2 separate regions of the Capsicum annuum genome follow, and region 1 is linked to region 2. The links are chromatin contacts, called in public Hi-C maps. All regions are on one chromosome and are shown on one strand. Each heading gives the region's core, a stretch centred on a gene start, on an enhancer-like site or on the middle of the called end of the contact. The rest is flanking DNA. Distances are from core to core; before and after follow the strand shown. Region 1 holds the start of LOC107856973 (transcription factor TCP2). Region 2 overlaps LOC107856986 (transcription factor TCP2).

What was found. A called contact is a pair of places that touch in the nucleus more often than the background predicts.
Region 1: a Hi-C map of leaf shows a contact between it and region 2, with 1.9 times the contacts expected there. The contact joins the promoter of LOC107856973 here to the enhancer-like site in region 2. A contact is called at or near these places in 2 of 5 Hi-C or Micro-C datasets (leaf and placenta).

Annotation. Positions count from the first base shown.
Region 1 is chr8:68,228,414-68,231,113 of UCD10Xv1.1, reverse strand. LOC107856973 (transcription factor TCP2) reads left to right here and starts at 1,440. Exons shown (of 3, transcript XM_016701929.2): 1 at 1,440-1,812.
Region 2 is chr8:68,123,367-68,126,066 of UCD10Xv1.1, reverse strand. The region is part of intron 1 of LOC107856986 (transcription factor TCP2); the gene reads right to left. Among protein-coding and RNA genes, the nearest start is that of LOC107856986, 5.2 kb to the right of the region's middle. Within about 2 kb of position 1,331, at least 2 of the 5 cell types and tissues checked have an H3K27ac peak or open chromatin away from gene starts, as enhancers often do. A contact at or near this core is called in leaf, where this site is marked.

The DNA of each region.
Region 1 (2,700 bases), core at 191-2,690, 100 kb before region 2:
TAATAGAAGAAAGTATTATAAATCACAATAATTAAAAACTTAAATTATTTTTAAAATATAATTGACTATCAATGCCACAAAAATTTGGATAAGAAAAGTAACGTATATTAATATAAAAATTACATAAAAAAATATAATAAATTATAATAATTAACAACTTAAATTATTTAAATACATTGTGTGCTTGAGAGTGGAATTGTGAAGTGATGAAAATGAAGAATTATTTGTGTTTATGTTTTCCGGTCATTGGAGAAAAAGAAAGATGATGTAACGTTCTCTATTCTTTTCTGTTGCTCCCACCAAGAAAAGGAATTTGGAGTATATGTGAATGGTCTATGTATTGTGGAATCTTTGAGTGGGTAAGTATTATTGTTCTCGGTCAAAATGAAAGAGAAAAGAAAGGAGTAAAAATGATGATGTTAAGGATGAGAACAAAAAAAAAAGGAGTTGCAAGTCGCTGGGCCCCGAGCGACTTGTAAGTCGCAGGGCCCGCAGCGTTTTGTCCGTTTTGATTTTTTTCGAAAGTAAGTGTCCCTTTCGAAATTTTTGATAAAAGAAAGAGCCCTTTTGGCTTCGGACTCTTTTAAATGTTATATTCTAACAATTAAGTATGTAGAGGTAAAAAATATTTAGGATTAAAGTGGCGTGGTATTCCTCCAAAATCTTTTACTAAAAATTCAAAATTTTTAGATTTACCAAGCTAGCAAGGCATCTTTTGTATATAATAGCTCCTTACCCAACCACGTACATCTGAAGAATATTCTAAAATTGATTTTCTTTCTAAAAGGTCTGCTTTAAGATCTAAATTGGTGCACACTTTGTCCGTGTCTAATTCTTTAGAAAGATTGACAGGTGATGGAAAGCTCGACAAAGAAGAACTAGAAGCTGAAGGAATTTTAGGCTTAAAAAATTATGTAATCATATTAACTCTACTTAAAGATCCTAAACAAAAATTATAAGGTGTCTAGTAACTAATAAGACCTGAAAAAGAGGAGAAAGAGAGAAATTGAGGAAGAATGGAGAAGAAACTGAGATTTTGGATTTTCGAGTTTATGCGAAGAAACTCAAACGTATAAGATTTTCTTTTAATAATTAATGTTTTCTCTTTTCTTTATTTATTTGTTTATGTTTTTTTCTTTTGTGTTAATCTTTCTTTCCTTTATTTATTTGTTTTACGTTTTTTTTTTTTTTTTGTTAATAAGAAACGTTAAGGGAAGCTGGAAAGACCCTACACATTAGAAAAGCCGGAAAGGAAAAAAAAAATTGTGTAAAAGAGTAACGAATCAAAAAATAAAAGTATATGTAATTGGTGGGTTCGAACCCACATCTATGGCAAAAGAGACCTCAACAGTCATGCATCCGCCAAGCAACAACCTTTGTATGTGGGTTCACACATTTTGTATATATGTAATCGAAGGCAGTAATATTAACTTTGTTTTGCAAACCAAAGATCAGTCATAATTGATTTAAAAAAGAAAATGGAAAAGGAAAAATAAAGAGAGCAGCTAAAAAGGAAAAATATCTTGGCAATGACATTAAAAAGAAAAAAAAAAGTGGAAAAGAGAAAAACGGCACTGTTTCTGTACTTACCCGATAAGCCTTGTGATATATATGCTCGAAAGTTCATGTCCTTAGGGCTTTTATTCTACTCTCTCTCTCTCTTCATTTTTTTTATTTTTATTTTTAAATTTTAAGTACTGTTTAAATTATCATGGGAACTTAATACAACTTTCTTTTTTGAAAACAATTTACTTTCTTGCTTTGGAGTTTTAAAAGTTGTGATACAAGGAAGCAGGGTTACAGGAAATTCGGGTAAAATTCTTGAACTTTGGACTTAGCTTTATATCTATAATTTGAGCTCTGTTAAAGGTAATTTTTTTTACATTTTGTGAATTATAGCTAAGAAAGAAACACTTCTTGAGTGTGTTCAAGATGCCACAGTATTTTTTGTCTTGGAAAATTTGTTTTTCTCCAATGTCGTTTTAGCTAATCATTGAAGATAAAAGAAAAGATTTTTATCCATAATTTGATTTTCCTTTTTTGTGAAACCAGGAGTTGATCTACTGTGTAGAGACGCTTCAAAGAGCACAAACCTCTCAGATCCAACAGCTGTAGATTTTCATTTTTGTTGTACGTTTATCTGTATCTATTCAAGAAACAACAAATGGTTAAATAAATATATATAAATAAATTGTTGTTGTATACAGACACAAACACAAAAACAAGAACCTCTAATAATCTATTTAATTAATGGTATATAGTATGTAGTATAGTAATGAACTTAACTCCCACCGGCAATAGTTTATTTTTTAACTAAATTGTCATTCTTTATTTAATTTCTTTTGGTGAGTTTATCTTCTTTCTTTTTGAGCATAGAAATAACTTACTATGCAATTTCTAAAGTCAGCAGATCTTTAATTACACATAAAAAGGCTATACATTCCAAGGACTTATTTTTTCTTCTTAGATTAGGAATAGCTCTACCGGTTTTCTCATCAACCCATCTGTCCAAAAGCTTAAATCTAAAGCCCTATGAAAAGCTAGGTGTTTCAGCTCAAAGGAAGGTCAGTCTTCAAAGAAAGGAAGAAAACTAATACTCGCTCCGTTTCAGAATAAGTGAATTGTTGAGTGTATTAAAACAAGTGAATCATTAAATTTTTTTTCAAATTTGCCTTTATGATTTGACAATCAATTAACTTT
Region 2 (2,700 bases), core at 82-2,581:
GAGGTGAAAATGATATCTTGCACATTAGAAATTAAAAGTGTAAAATATTTTTCAACTACCAATACAAATAATTAATATTCGGAGGCGAATTAAAATTTAAAATTTAGCAATTTTTATAATGACCGTAATTTAACATAGAATAATAATCGTATATGGCATGCAATTGTTAAGATGGTTGTTCTGTCATATTTAATCAAAGGTTACAAATCATAAGTGAATTAATGAATTAAATGACCGACTTTTTCTTTGATTTCCGTGATTGGCTTTGCTTGTTTATATTTGGGGAAAAGATATAAATGTTATTTCGCCTAAAATAATTTGATTGATATAGCTATTGATTTGACAATTTCAATAAATAGTCATTTAAATTTTTCTGTCGCTGCTACTATCCCTTTTTTATCTTTTTCTTATTTATTATTTAATTTTTAATATCAATTATTTTACAGGTTACATTCTCTTTCTTCCTATTTTTTTGTTTGTTTTTCACTAATTTTTTTTCTTTTAATGTTGTTAACTTTTATTTTTTTTAAGAAAAGTCCACTCTGTCCACCTATTTATTTTTCAGATGCAATCACAGAAATAAAAACATGAAATACAAGTGCACCCATAATTATTCTATCTCTTGTCATATGAGTTAACACTATAATGATACTTTGACTTTTTATTTTCCTACTATCTCTCTCTTTTTAATAAAAAAGTTAAGGAATGCTTGGACAGTATGGATACAAGGTTTAATAAATTTTACATATGTTTGCACAAATTTTCACAAAATTTTAAGTGAAGTTAACAAATTTGCGAATAACGAATTACTATATATGCTTGCACAAATTTTCTCTGTAAAAGGTGTATTTATGTCGTATATATATTGTGTCAATGTGGTATAACAGTGTATCAATCTATCATAAAAGTGTATCAATGCGGTATCAAAGTATATCAATGTAGTATAAAAGTGTATCAATATGACATAAAAGAGTATCAATTGGGTATAGGAACTGCATGTACTTGCATAAAATTTTCTTTCTTTATTTTTAAAAAGTGTATCAATATAATATAAAAATGTATTAATGTGATATAAAAGTGTATCAATTCAATATAAAGATTGCATGTGCCCAATTGGACCAAATGGCTAAAAAGAAAAATAAAATTGGACCAAGTTATCTATCTTTTTAATTATAAGCCTTTTTTTTTTTAAAGATCAGCCCATATCTTTTTTCCTTTATATTTTGAAAGTGGTGAAAAATGAATTTGGAAGTCGCCTGCAAGCCAGCGGACTCGCAAGTCGCTTGAGTCAACATTTTGTTCCATTTGGAATCTTTCAATAACAAGTGTCCCATTTGATATTTTGTCTCAGAAAAACGGCCCATTAGATTCCAACTTTGTGTATATGTATGTACACATATGTGCGTATTTGTATTTCATCATTTTTTTGCTACATTTATTTTATATTATTTTTGTTGACATGATACAACTCTTAAGAAAATTTTACGTAGAAGTGCATTTTATTGAATTGATCTTATTAATGAAACTTTAAAACTTTAAATTTGTTTATACATATAATACAGTTACTTAATAGTAAGAGTAAAAAATACATAATACAGTTTTCTTGATTTTATAAATTGAATAAGTAAATTAAAAAAAAAAAAATTTAGTATGAGAGTCAAATGATAAGAAACGATATTATAGATAAATAAGTTGTGATTGTCATGAATAGAGTATTACATAAATTATAATTTATCTAAATAAATATAATCTTTAAAATTCGGCCTTATTTTTATTCATTATTTTATATTTTCTGCATTGAAATATGTTTATAAAGTTAATATTACTTATTATTTTCACTTGTAAAATAAATATCAGAGTTTTGATTATTATTAATAATATTAATTTTTTTATTATGCTAATTTACTTCATTAAAGATCATCATTAGTTTATATACTTAATTAGTACTTTTCACTTTTTTCAGCCAGAAGATAATGTTTGTGTTTTTATGAAAATGCTTTATATGAACTTTAAAAAAATAAAAATATGATGATTTTAGAAATAGTAAAAAAAAGTTGATGATAAAGGAGATAATAGACATTTTAAAAATTTAATTAGGATAAAGAAGGAATATAATTATTATTCAAAGTTGAAGAGCGAGTTTGATTTTTTTAGATAAAGTTGAGAATGCCAAATGATTTTCACCCTTTTAGATGAGTTGATGTCTAAATATTTACTTGTTTCATCATCTTATGACAACTTTTTACATTTGGTTTGTTAATAACACTTTTCTGTGAATGAAAATTATTTCGAATTTTTAAATTATTCATATAGTAATAAAATATCATGTCATATTTATGATTGCAAATACTAACAAGAATATTTTTGGTATGAAATATCTTTTTCTTTTTTGGGTTAATTTTGGTAAGAAATATCTATTCAGCTTGTGTGTCATAAATTTCTTCTCCTAAATTTTGAATTCATCGAGGTCTATTGGAAAAATCCTCTATATCTATGCGGTAAGAATAAGGTTTATGTACACTGCTCATTGTAATCCTCACTTTGTGAGATGATATTGGATATGTTCCACTTAAATTTATTTTGAATTCAACCAATTACTGTATCGCAATCAATTACTCCCTCTATTTGAAAAAGAATGACCTACTTTGACTTGACACAAAGTTTAAGAAAATAAAGAAACTTTTGAATCTTGTGATCTTA